2 separate regions of the Sus scrofa genome follow, and region 1 is linked to region 2. The links are chromatin contacts, called in public Hi-C maps. All regions are on one chromosome and are shown on one strand. Each heading gives the region's core, a stretch centred on a gene start, on an enhancer-like site or on the middle of the called end of the contact. The rest is flanking DNA. Distances are from core to core; before and after follow the strand shown.

Region 1 (7,213 bases), core at 1,756-4,255, 41 kb before region 2:
CATTTTCCTTAAAGGAAAATTGAAATTATTTGCATACATTTTCCTTTTCACCCCTACATTGCACAGTGCTAGCTTTTAATGCAATATAATAGCATTTAAGGAATATGCAAAATCACCAAAACTAAACAAGTTGTGTTCTGTACTTCATATATGCACACGTATCTCGTTCTACCCGAGCAGCAGAAATGCTACACAGCTCACTTTTTCTTTCACGTCTTCCTATTGCACATTCCACGAGCACTCTCTCCCTTCAGCTTCTGCATGAGTAAGGACCAAGAAAAAGGAGCTATGTGTTCCCCTATCTTTTCCTTCCCATCTTTGTCATGATTTTCAGCAGAAGTAAATGTAGGGAAGTAAGTTTCGTGTAAAAGGACATGATATGGGTCCTTGTGGGTCTGTGTTTCTTCTAACGCCACTGCCTTCCTTCTGAGTTGGAATCAAGTATGCGGTTCAAACAGAAAGCATGGTGTCTCAGAGGCTGTCGCTCGGTTGCAGATCCAGCACTGGTACCTTTTTGCATCTTGCTGAATTCCTCTGCATTGTGGGTGCAACTCTGTGTTCGTGGACACCGTGACCATCCAGTGCAAATGGCATGACGAGGAATGGCAGACCCGAGTGATGTACGAATCTGCTCACGCACACGGTCCATTGTCCCCTTGGACTTCAAATGATTGGGGATTTCAAGATGATGGCAGCAGCCCGTTAAACCAAGTCCAGGCTCCCTGAGCACTGGGCTCTGTGTGACCGCATGGGTCATGCTCCAGGGAAACTAGCCCTGCTCAGAAGCACATGCTTGGATTTACCAGTCAGTTTACAGATTGATCCCTGCTGTCTGTGTGGTGCACAGAGCAAGGAGCATGGCCACAGCCTCGGGCGAGACCACCGCAGAGGAGAGGCAGCTCAGTGAGTTAGGTGCCCTGTGGGGGCTGCGTGCCACCAGTGGAAACTCCAGGAGCCTGGTTCCCAGAGCCTACAGCTCATCCAAGGCTACCCTCAGTGCACCCATGTGTGTGTAGAACTAGGCTGGGTATGGAGGCTTCCAAGACAGGTGGCTTGAGCCCAGGCTTTACACTATTTGGTCCCTTTAAATATGATTCACACCAGGAGTTACCGTCGTGGCTCAGTGGTTAACGAATCCGACTAGGAACCATGAGGTTGCGGGTTCGATCCCTGGCCTTGCTCAGTGGGTTAACGATCCGGCGTTGCCGTGAGCTGTAGTGTTGCCGTGAGCTGTGGTGTAGGTTGCAGACGCGGCTCGGATCCCATGTTGCTGTGGCTCTGGTGTAGGCCTGTGGCTGCAGCTCCAATTCGACCCCTAGCCTGGGAGCCTCCATGTGCCACGGGAAGCGGCCCTAGAAAAGGCAAAAAGACAAAAAAAAACCAAAAAACAAAAACCAAAAAGATTCATGCCAGAACTTCATCACATAATGTTGTTACATTATCTCCTCCTAAAAATGTCTGTTTTCCTTGGAGTTTTTATTGCTTTGTATTTTCTTTATGCACGCTCCCTTATTCAAGTAGCTGATGAAAGTACAAACTGCTTTTTAATGATTTCTTTTCTTCCTCCTCTTTCTCCGCTTTGTCCTTCTCCCCCTCCTTCTTCTTCTTCTATTTATTTATTTATTTATTTGGCTGCCCCACGGCAGATGGAGTTCCCCGGCCAGGCGTCAGATCGGAGCGGCAGTGCCGGAGCCTTAACCCACTGTGCTGGGGGCAGGGATCAAACCTGTGTCCAGGTGCTCCCAAGATGCCCCTGATCCCATTGTGCCAGAGCGGGAACCCGTTTTTTCAATTTAAACATTTTTTCCCCCTCCTTCTTCTCGTAAACCTGGAGACACGTTCCTGGAGCTTTTCACCCTCTCCAGTCAGATGTTTGCTCTTGTGCCAACTTTGCTGCTTTCCTCTTGGGAATGATCCTTTGCCATTAGCCTAAGAGTTCCCTTGGCTTCTCCCATGTGTCCATTTCATTTCTCACATATTTCTTTTGCTTTGTTTCCTTCCTCATTTTGTGAATCTCTTCCTCCAGAAACTTCCTGATAAAGGATACAAGGAAGTGAATGTTCACTCTTCATACTGACTTTATTCTGCTCTCGCCCTTGATGGAGAGTATGGCTGGATGTAGAACTCTAGGTCAAAAAAAATCATCATTCTCTCAGAATTTTTAAGCTATTTCTCCACTGTTTTCTAACTTCCAGTGGTCCTGTTTTAAGAATGCCATTCTGATTTTGTATGTGACTTATTTTTTCTTTGTAGCTCTTAGGTTCTTTTGGGTTTTTTCCTCAAATTTAAGTGTGATGGTCCTTGCTGTTAGATTTTTTTCATTCCTCAGTATATAAATCAGTTTTGTTTCATTTTACATTCCACCAGCAATGTCTGAGAATTCCGTTTGTTCTACATTCTTCCAATCTGTGATGTTTTGGCTTTCTCGTGTTTTGGTTTTTTTGTTTGTTTTTCTGTCATTCTTTTAGCATATAGAGATATCACCTGGTAGTTTGAATTAAAGAATGTAAATAAATGACAAAGTATGAAAATATCATTTATGTCCCCTCCCCCCAAAAAGAGTAGTAATATCTTTTTTTGGTTGAAGAAATCAGACTTCCTCATGTTGTTGCTGGGAGTCTCAATTTGTGCAGGCTCTTTGGAGGGCAATTATCTATTTAGCAAACCTTCGCTTACTGTCTGCGATGCCAAGACCCGTCCCCGGGGAAGTGAGTACAGTGGGGAATAAGAGATGGTCCTGCCTTCTTGAGAAAAAATGAGAAGATGACAAAAAAGCAAATAAATGCAAGAACTTATGTCTCATTATCTGTGCTTAGCAGAAAATAAAGTGCCACAAAATAAAGAACAAGGGTTGACACACCTAGAGGACAGGGTCACAGAAGGCTCTTCTAGGAGGTGATAGCTGAGTAATTTGGAGACGTATTTAAAGGCCAAAAGTGCTTCCCTCCTGACCTAGAACTTCCCCTTCTGGGAATCGGATTACAGAAGTTCAGAAAGCACACATAGCAGTGCGAGGACGTTCACTCGTGCTTCCTGTCTTGCGCCACCACCATGCCTCCCAGCTCGCAGCAGCCAGTGTGATCTTTGGAAAACTCCAATCTGATCCTGTTCCCTTCTCGGCTTAAAAGCCTTCAATTGTTTGTACTCTGGATAAAGTTCAAACTCCTTATTTTATCAATCCCACAATAACCTGACTCTTCCCTATGAATAGCTTAACTCCATTTCACACCCTTCTCCCTGCTCCTTGGGATCCGGCCACCCTGGTCTGTTTTCTGTTCTTTGCACACACTCTACACACACCGTTCCCTCCATCTGAAAGCTCTTGCCTGGATGTTTCACGTGGTTGGCACGTGCTCACCCTAGGGTCTCAGCTCGGGTCTCACGTCCTGAGAGTTGTCTTCCTGATGAAAGACTCCGGGAGTGTATAGTCTAGTTTATATCTACTCAGAGAGACAGACAACAAGCAAGCAAGTGAAACAAATATATAATAAAATTTCAGGGACTATGTGCTATGGAGGAACAAAGCAGGGAGAGTCTTTAGGAAGAACAAGCCTTGCCAGGGTGTAGGAGAAACATGTTTTTGAGGGAATATAGATGTTGCAAAGGTCATGGGGTAAAAACAAGCACGACATGTTTGGGGAACAGCAAAAGCCAGGACATGAGGCTGGGCTTGGAGAGGTCAATGCCGGAAGCAGTTTGGCTGTTTTCTGGGAATGATGGAGAAGATGGAGGTGTTGAGCAGTAAGATGATCTCATTTCCATTTTTGAAAGTTTGCTCCAGCAGTTGTGTAGAAAATAGGTTACACTTGTGAATGGAACTCAACAAGATGAAGATTGGAGCCAGTAGCCGTGGCTGCATTTCTCAAATGTATCCAAATAAGACTGGCCAATTTTTAAAGAGTACTATGTGGGTAAGCCCTGCTGTACTCTACTGAGACTCTTCAGCTGATAGTTGCAAATTATATTTACATATGTATGTAAATATACAGAAATAAACATTTAATACTTCTGACCTCAGAAATCTCACAATGCACAGAGAAAGAGAGGAAGCCGGAAGAGGCTGCTGCTCCAGTTTCCCGGGAGTGGTCACCGTGCGGCTGTGCGAGGCAGGGCGGTCCTCTAGATGGCCGCCAGAGGGCGCTCCGGAACCGCGCAGCCCTTTCAGCCTCTGATCAGCTCGCAGGGTCGGCCTTCCTCTCTGGCAACTTCAATCAGCTTCGATGGGCGTCCCAAGCTCCTGATGGAAATGCAGTTACGAATTCTTCCTCTTTCATCCCTAGATTATCTGGGACAAGTCCGAGCATGGACAGTTACAGAGATCTTAGAGAGGCTCCGTACGAACAGATCTTTCTAAGGTCCTCTCTTATGTTCAGGATGCTAAATCTCACTGACGTTTTTTCTACTGTCATTTTACTTGACTTTTCATCAGCATTTGACCCACTCACTCTCTCCTTCATTTTTCTATGTACTAAATTAAAACGTTATTGAATAAGGATCCTTTTCCAAAACATATGATTGGATGGACTACACCACATGCAGTTAAACTGAACATAGTCATTTAACATGGAATGTCACACAAATCAGTACTTCTCATTGTACAAAACTGTTTATATACCAGCTTTATGATAAACAAGGCATATGATTCTAGATTAGTAAATAATATATTTGAAAAGACTAGATTTTTAAAGCATATATTTTAAAAATATGTCCCATATATGCTATTCAAAAACTATTTCAGTTGTTTTGCATTCAAACCTAAATGCCAATATCAAAACTAATGGTTATTCTGGAAAATTGACTCCCAAACTCTTAAGAGAATACAGGTTCTGAGCTAATGTATATTAAGTGAACTAAGTAAGGCAAAGCCCAAGAAATACCAGTCATTGCCAAATTCATATAGGCACACCTAGTAGATCAGTTTTAAGCACTTCTTTAGCGATTTTTAAAAGTTTCTCACGTTATGATGAAAGTATGTTTTAAAATTCTGTAATTTGGGGAGTTTCCATTGTGGCTCAGTGGGCTAAGAACCCAGCTAGTATCCATGAGGATGAAGGTTCAATCCTTGGCCTCGCTCAGTGGATTAAGGATCTAGTGTTGCCAAAAGCTGCAGTGTAGGTCACAGATGCAGCTCGGATTCTGCATTCCTGTGGCTGTGGCATAGGTTGGTAGCTGCAGCTCTGATTCAGCCCCTAGCCTGGGAAATTCCATATGCTGCAGGTGTGGCTCAAAAAAATTTCTATAATTAAAAAAAAAATTGAAGTATAGTTGATTTACGTTGTGTTAATTTTTTCCATGCAGAAAAGTGATCCAGTTACACACACGCACACACACATATATATACATTCTTTTTTATTTTCTTTTCCATTATGGTTTATTATATGGTATTGGATATAGTTCCCTGTGCTACACAGTAGGACCTTGTTGTTTACCCATTCTATGTAAAATAGTTTGCATCTGCTAATCTTCAATTTCCAATTCATCCCTTCCCCCCCTTCTTGGCAACCACAAGTCAGTTCTCTGTATCTGTGAATTCGTTTCTGTTTCATAGATAGGTTTATTTGTGTCATATTTTAGAGTCTACATATAAGTGACATCATATGGTATTTGTCTTTCTTTTTCTGACTGACTTCACTTAGAATGAGAATCTCTAGTTGCATCCATGTTGTTGCAAATGGCATTATTTCATTCTTTTTTATGGCTGAGTAGTATTCCATTGTATATATGTACTACATCGTCTTTTTTCATTCATCCATTGACTGACATTTAAGTTGTTTCCATGTCTTGGCTATTGTAAAAAATGCTGCTATGAACATAGGGGTGCATGTATCTTTTTGATACAATTCTATAATTTAAGATTAATAATTACATTTTAGGAAAAGAAAACCATTAATGTCAGTGGTAGCATCACTGCTATTCAGTTGAACCATAAGAAACTGCCAATAATCAGCTGTTTTTTGACATATAAAATAACAGTTTTATATGGTTAAACTTAACACATGCCATGTTTTCTGCAGTTACCCCCTGAATATGATCCAGTGCATTTGGTATAGGTTTCTGAGTAAGCTGGAGAAAGCTATAGAAACTAACAAGTAACCCAATTGTCCCACTTCACATACAACTAACTAAAGTTGAAGTTATTTCCTTTAAAGGGAGGTCACTTAAACTGATTGCCAGATTTTAACTGTTCAGTTGTGATATCATGATTCTTATCAATACATCACAGCAAGTAACATTCTAAGTGAATAGAATTAGCTCTCCTTAGTTCTCCTGGAGAAAAATAAAATCTCTTTGCTTCTGCCACCTTGTTGCCAATTTCATTTTCCTGCTTTGCTAGTTTTCAATAGAAGAATTTCTATGATTTTATGAAGACTTTGCTTTTCCAGAAAAAAAAGTATTTGGACCCATGGCTTAAAGGACTTGCTTCTTTTCAGGACGCCAGGCAAAAAGGTTAACTGGTAAGAAATCTATATTTGGTTTAAAAAGTGTGTAAATTCAGTACCTGTTGTGCCCTAAGCCCAGGAGGAAACAGAAAACAGAAGAATGGGATCCAGTTCCTTCCCTTTAGAGCTCAGTCAGTGTCTGGTGCAGGAATGATCAAGACAATCACCTGAGGCAAAGCTATGAGCAAAAGTCCAAAGGGATTTTGGAAGGGACTCACTCCGAATGCAGCCAGCCGATCCCAAGCTTTCTTGTGGAACTCTGGTGTTACTTGTAAGCTCTTTTTTTTGTTGTTCTGTTTTGTGTTTTGCTTTTTTTTTTTTTTTTTCCCCTCCTGATGGTACGACCTTGTCTTCAGACTCCCTACTCTTCACTTTTCGTGGACACTCAGAAAAGACTAGTCGGTTCCCAAGAAGGGTGACCTGGAACAGTCTCTTTCCCCAGAAGATAGAATAGCTCAGTGTGGGAGTTCCCGTTGTAGCTCAGCCGGTTAAGAACCCGACATAGGGTCCATGAGGATGCAGGTTCCATCCCTGGCCTTGCTTTGCTGCAAGCTGCAGCGTACATCGCAGATGCAGCTCCGACCTGGTGTTGGCTGTTGCTGTGGCCATGGTGTAGGCAGGCAGCCGCATCTCCGATTTGAACCCCAGCCTGGGAACCTCCATATGCCACGGGTGCCCTTCCCCTAAAAAGAAATGGAGGAGAGGAAGAGAATGAAAGAACTAATATGTATTGAGAACCTCATGTGTTCCAGCACTTTCTAAACCTTTTCAGT
Region 2 (7,029 bases), core at 3,034-5,533:
GCATATGTGGCTCAGATCTGGAGTTGCTGTGGCTCTGGCGTAGGCCAGTGGCTACAGCTCTGATTGGAACCCTACCCTGGGAACCTCCATATGCTGCAAGTGTGGCCCTAAAAAGACAAAAAAAAAGGTACCGAGGAGCACTAAAAGGAAAGTTGACTGTGATGGATTGAACATATAAACATGTGAAAATCCACAAGTGAGGTATAGAACATAATGTACTTTTTTGTTTTGTTTTGATTTTGGGTTTTTTTGTTTTTTTGGTTTTTTGCTTTTTAGGGCCACACCCACAGCATATGGAGTTTCCCAGGCTAGAGGTCAAATTGGAGCTATAGCCACCAGGCTACTGCACAGCCACGTCAACATAGGATCTGAGCTGCGTCTGCAACCTACACCACAGCTAGCTCACAGCAACACTGGATCCTTAACCCACTGAGCAAGACCAGGGATCAAACCTGTGTCCTCATGGATGCTAGTCAGATTTGTTAATCTTTGAGCTATGAGGGGAACTCCCATAATGTACCTTTTGATTTAACATGTTTTTGCCACTTAAAGATAACTAAAGATGACTTATAGGTGTATAAATATGATAAAGTGAGCCCCGAATCCACTAAGGTACAGGGATGCTTTAAAACTCAATAAGAATATTGGTCAATGAGAGTATTTTTAAAGCAACTTTGCTTTATAATTGCAGAACCAAAAAATACTTTACAATGGGGACATCTAGCGGTCACCAAATGACTAAAGCACCACTGATGGGACAATAAGAGCTTAGGTGGCTCTTTGTGTGTTGCCATATGAAACACACTGTATCACCTATGACAGATTCTTGTTAGCCGTTTTTAACTTGAAGTTAATCAAGTTTTTGGCTCTAGCCTGTGGGTTACAGGAAATTCAAGGTTGAATGATTGCTCATTGCAAATTAGGCTTGGTGTTTCACCTGGCCAGTTCCGCCAGACTCTTTATCTGTGGTTGCTCTCTTATCTCCATTTGACCTTGTTCAGGGAGCCAGTGCATCTGATGGGTTCAAATACCTGTTGTCTGCTCTTGGGGGGTCTGGGGAACCAGCATCTGATTCATAACTAAGAAAGCCAAAGCAGCCATGGAGCAGAGTTGAGTCTGTGTTTGGAAAATAACTGTATTCTTTCCAAAAAGCAAGGCAAAGCCCACAACTTCTCAGAAATGGTTGCAGAATGTTGGCCAGGATTAACAAGACTCTTGCTCAAAAGGACAACCTTCTGGGGGGATTCTGTGATGCCCTATAGGAAGATGCTAGTTGGGGGTGGGAGGAGTTACAGATAGGAACAAGCCAGTCAACAGAAGATTTAAACAGACAATTCTCCAAAGAAGACATACAGATGGCCAAAAACACATGAAAAGATGTTCAACATCACTCAGTATTAGAGGAATGCAAATCAAAACCACTCTGAGGTACCACCTTACACCAGCCAGAATGGCCATCATCAAAAAGTCTATAAACATTAAGTGCTGGAGGGGATATGGAGAAAAGGGAACCCTATGACACTGTTGGTGGGATTGTAAATTGGTGCAACCCCTGTGGAAAGCAGTATGGAGATTCCTCAGTTCTAAAAAATAGAACTACCATTTGACCCAGCAATCCCACTCCTGGGCATCTATCCAGAGAAAACCATGCCTCGCAAAGACACATGTACTCCAATGTTCATTGCAGCACTATTTGCAATAGCCAAGACATGAAAACAACCTAAATGTCCACCGACAGAGGAGTGGATAAAGAAGAAGTGGCACATATACACAATGGAATATTACTCAGCCATTAAAAGGAAAGAAATACCAGCATTTTTAGCAACATGGATAGACCTAGAAATTATCATGCTAAGTGAAGTCAGTCAGACAATGAGACATCAACATCAAATGCTATCACTTACATGTGGAATCTAAAAAAAGGACAGATTGGACTTCTTTGCAGAACAGATGCTGACTCACAGACTTTGAAAAACTTACGGTTTTCAAATGAGACTGGCTGGGGGGTGGGGGGATGCACTGAGGGTTTGGGATAGAAATGCTATAAAACTGGGGTTGGGATGATTGTACAACTATAAATGTAATAAAATTCATTGAGTAATTTTAAAAAACAAACAGATGATAGGTGATAGATCAATTGTTAAATGTTTATACTTGTATGTGAATAGAAAATTTATGGAAAAAAAAGGGACCTAAAACAATTGTTCCCTGAGAAATGGAACTGAGTGGCTGGAAACAGAAATGGAAGAGAAACTTATTCCTTACTTATGCCCTTTTATATGTTTTACTTTGTTCTATATGCATTTTCTATTTATTAAAAAAATTAATTGTTTAAAAAAAGGAAGAAGCCAGTCAAAGGAGCACTGCCTCCAGCATGGGGGCCTAGTCAGTGAAACCTCTCAGAGGATCCACCTTAAGAAAGGTCAGCTTTGGAGTTCCTGTTGTGGCTTAGTGGTTAACAAATCCGACAAGGAACCATGAGGTTGTGGGTTCGATCCCTGGCCTTGCTCAGTGGGTTAAGGATCCGGCATTGCTGTGAGCTGTGGTGTAGGTCACAGACGCAGCTCAGATCCCGTGTGGCTATGGCTGTGGTGTAGGCCGGCAGCTGTAGCTCTGATTAGACCCCTAGTCTGGGAACCTCCATATGCCCTGGGATCGGCCCTGGAAAAGACAAAAAAAAAAAAAAAAAAAAAAAAGGTCAGCTTTAGACACAGAGGGTAAATTCTGAGTAATCTAAACCAATCATGATAATTTCATTCTAATCACCAGTAACCCGTTTATAGTGGTCACATGACCAGATCCTGAGCCAGCAAAACAGATGGGTTTTGGTTCTGGGGAAAAAAAAGTAAAAAACAGTGATCAAATGGGTCTTACTCCAGGAATGTGAGGGTATTTCAATAATAAAAAACCAATCACCGTAATCCATCACACTGAAGAAAAGTAATCTAGTATGCAGGATTCATTCGTGTTCTTAGCAAACTGTGGATAGAAAGGAACTTCCTTTTTTGGGGTAACGAATATCTTAAACTACAACAAACAGCATATCAGATGGTGAAATATTGAAAATTTCTCCCAAGATCAAAAAACTAGACAAGGGTATCTGTGGTCACTCGTTTTTAATTCAATCGTTTTGTGCAGAAGGACCTAGCCAGGAAAGTAAGGAGGAAAAAAGAATGAAAAGGCTTATGGATTAGAAAAAAGTAAAATTTTAATTTTCAGATAACATGATGTTGTATGTAGAAAATCCTCGGGAATATGCAGATAATTGGAATTGAGTAGATTTAGCAGAATCCCTGCATATAAGGTTGCTATGCAAAACTTGGTTTTTAATATACCAGCAATGAATACAGAAAATGAAAATTTTTAAAGCAACCCCACTTACAGTAGTATCAGAAATCCTTAAGTGCCTAACTCTATGTTTTCAAGAATTGTATCCAGAAAAAAAATTATAGAACAGTGAGAGGTAGATATCCTGTTCCTGGACTCCGGGACAATCTTAAAAAAGTATCTGTTTTCCCCAGATTAAGTCACATATTTGATGTAATCTCACTCAAAATCCTAGCAACTTTTTTTATTCAAAATTCTCAATGTCATATAAAAATGCTGAAGACCAATTGTCAAAGCTATCTTCTAGAAAAGAACTAGAGAACCTGTAGCGCCAGATATCAAGAGTTGTTACAAAGCCCAAATGTGGTATGGGCACAAAGATAAATTGACCAGAGGAACAGAATAAAGGTTCCAGAAACACCCATGCATCATTCACTCACTTTTGGCAAAGGCAATAATGCAATATAATGGGAGAAAGGCTGTTCTTTCCAGTAAGTGCTTTGTCAATTAAATGTTGTGATTTCATAGAAGATGGAAAAATGAAATTGAGAGGAGGTACCATTTTAAGTATGAAATGTAAAATAATAAAGCTTCGAAGTTCCCTTGCGGCACAGCGGGTTAAGACTCCAACGGGGTCCCGGCAGTGGCTTGGGTCTGCTGCTGCTGTGGAGTGGGTTTGATCCCTGGCCTAGGAACTTCCACATGCCTTGGGCATAGGCAAATGAATAAATAACTAAAGCTTTAAGAAGGAAATTTAGGCTAAAATTTTACAGTAAGCAAAGTTTTCTTACCCAAGAAGCACAAGTCATAAAATAAAACCTGTTCATTTGAAGAAGAAAAAAAAAAAAGAAAAAGAAAAAGAAAGTTCAGCTTTCAAAGGTCAGCTGTAAACACTCGTCAAGTCCAGGGAGCACAAAGCCACGTGAGGATAGTGTTGGCCAAGTGCAAACACTTCCACTCCTCTCTGTTGCCTTTTCCTCCCTCCAATCTCAGAGAGGCCAGAAACTGCCCACAGGAGTCTAAGAGGGGAGAAGTGGGGGGAAGGAAAAACCCTCCACGGAAGCCTGTAGTGGCCTTGGTCCCTCGAGAGGCGTGAAGACCCATCTTTGAAACGGGCATGGAAATGTTCATGAAAATATTGAAGTGGACATTCCGGTTGCAGAATTAAGACTCTGCTTGTAACTTAAAGTAACCCCTGGCATATAAAGGTGTGTTTGATTAAATGATCCTCGTGGAGGACACTCTGTACAGACAGAAGAGGGAGAGAGATTTTGTACTCGTTGTCCTCCTCCTGTGTAAACAGTTTGATCTCATCCCTTTGGCCGGCCGCCTCTGCCCCTGACATGGCTTTGAGATCTTAGACGGGAGGGGCTCAGCTTGGGCAGCCATGGGTGTCCCTCAAGCTCGCCCAGTGTCAGCTTAGACAATGTCCCACGAGAATCTACTATATTTGGGGGGAGCAAGGACTTAAAGTAGAAAACTATGTACTTAAAATAGAATGTGTTTATTACTATTCAAGCTCCCCCCCACAAGGCCATAGAAAAATTTCTGTCCACAGAGTAAAAATGGCATATAATTTAGCATCTTTCAATGTATTACTATACCTCACAAGTTCTGTTAAATATGGGTTCATTTTCCAATCAAATATTTGTAAAGAACAATTTCTTTTCTTTTCCTTTTTTTTTTTTTTTTTTCTTTCTTTAGGGCCACACCTGTGGCATATGGACGTTCCCAGACAAGGGATCGAATCGGAGCTGTAGCTGCCAGTCTATACCACAGCCACAGCAACGCCAGATCTGAGCCCTGTCTGCTGACCTCCACCATAGCTCACGGCAACACCGGATTCTTAACCCACTAAGCGAGGCCAGGGATGGAACCCCAGTCCTCATGGATACTAGTCAGGTTCTTTAACTGCTGAGCCACGACAGGAACTCCTGTAAAGAACAATTCTTCTATTCATACTTTAACAGGTTAATCTGTATGAAGGGCTTTTCATTTAAAACATGGTCTGCGAATCAGCAGTTTTACTCCATTTCAGCATTTCTATGCATGAGTTTCTTTTCTTTCTCATTTGCTCATGTCTAATCAAAACCTTTGAAGATTATGGCACTTGGTAAATAAAGGCCAGACACACATTAGTTCAGCTATTGAATCAAATTAATGCGTGCCAGGGCTGCGTAATGGGTAATCCTCTTAAGGCCATTACTTTACAATCTGCCCTAATGCAGCCTATTTCTGCCAGGGCAAATCTTTTTGGTAAACAGATGGGAAAATGGCTCTTGGTATCACGTTTCTCTTTGAGAAACGTACTCAATGACTTGTTTTTCTCTCACAAATGGTGGCCATTTGGGGAAAACCTCAGAACAAAGAGACATTCCAAATCAACACTGCTACATAATTCTACAAAATAGAGAGTTGGCCCAGAATGACTCCAGTAAGAATAGTAACTGCTGTCCATTGTGTGAGATACATGTGCATATTGTGACTTCGTTTGATTTATGCAAGCTACGCTGTGAATTTTTTAAGTTTTCTGCTATTGTTACCAACCCGGGTTCTTGGCCTTCTTTAACCAATAGAGATTGCTAAGAGGCCAGTTAAAAATTCAGGCAAGGGAGTTCCCTTCATGGTTCAGTGGTTAATGAACCTGACTAGTATCCATGAGGATGTGGGTTCGCTCCCTGGCCCCACTCAGTGGGTTAAGGTTCTGGCATTGCCGTGAACTATGGTGTAGGTTGAAGACGTAGCTTGGATCCTGCGTGGCTCTGGCTGTGGCATAGGCTGGCAGCCACAGCTCTGATTCAACCCCTAGCCCGGGAACCTCCATATGCCATGGGTGCAGCCCTAAAAAGACAAAAGATTAAAAAAAAAAAGAAAGAAAGAAAACAAGAAATTCAGGCAAGGCTTCATTTGGGTCCCTGCTGCAACAGTTTCCTTTGTTCCCCAAGGATGGGGGGCAGGGGCAAGCTGGTTCCTTATATGGGACAAGGGTAAGGGTTAGTCCAGGGGTCGGGTCAGAGGGGTGGCTTAAGTGGTCTGCCCACCCCTTTGGGAGTGGTGTGTGCTGGGGCCATGTAGGGTACCCTGCTTTTGCTCTTGACTCTTCAGAAGTGGCAGTTGAGTTTTTAGGGTTTTTTTGTGCTTTCTTATCCATAATTTACCCCAACTATGCATGCACACAGCTGTTTTTAGTCCCTTATAGTTGCCTTGTATGTTGTGGCTCAAGGAGATGTTTGCTTAGTTGCAAGCACTGCAGCCACTGCAGCAAAGGTCCCAGGTCCCAGCCCGTCTCACTATGTGTTATGCCAAAAGGTGGTCTGATTCTTGAGCTACAGCAACTTTGTAATATCACTTACAAGCAAAATGAAGTAAACTGCCTTGAATAAATCAATTGAAAAACAATGTTAGCCATCTGTTCAGCTGTAGAAACATACAACACATTGTTTCTACAGAGACAACTAAAGGGGACAGAAAAAGACAAGCAGCTATTTAAATAGACATCTTAAAGGGGAATATTCTGAAGCAATCCTTGCTCTCCTGAAATTTGCGTGAGTTCATGGCTAGATGCTCAGCAGTGGAAAGTCTGTGCTTCCCCTTCCTCACCTGGACTCTGGCCTTGGGTTGCTGAAGGTCTCCCTGACCCCAGATCCTGTTCTATAGCCCTCACAGGAGATCCCATCATGGTAATCCCTTGCCTAAAACTCT

Evidence for each region. A called contact is a pair of places that touch in the nucleus more often than the background predicts.
Region 1: a Hi-C map of liver shows a contact between it and region 2, with 2.4 times the contacts expected there. The contact joins two enhancer-like sites. A contact is called at or near these places in 1 of 5 promoter capture datasets (liver) and 7 of 47 Hi-C or Micro-C datasets (embryonic fibroblasts, epiblast stem cells, liver and 2 more).

What each region holds. Positions count from the first base shown.
Region 1 is chr1:253,650,168-253,657,380 of Sscrofa11.1, reverse strand. No RefSeq gene overlaps it. Among named protein-coding and RNA genes, the nearest start is that of SAL1, 11 kb to the right of the region's middle. Within about 2 kb of position 3,005, at least 12 of the 83 cell types and tissues checked have an H3K27ac peak or open chromatin away from gene starts, as enhancers often do. A contact at or near this core is called in liver, where this site is marked.
Region 2 is chr1:253,610,720-253,617,748 of Sscrofa11.1, reverse strand. All of the region lies in intron 1 of LOC110256075 (a long non-coding RNA gene), which reads left to right. Among named protein-coding and RNA genes, the nearest start is that of SAL1, 29 kb to the left of the region's middle. Within about 2 kb of position 4,283, at least 3 of the 83 cell types and tissues checked have an H3K27ac peak or open chromatin away from gene starts, as enhancers often do. A contact at or near this core is called in liver, where this site is marked.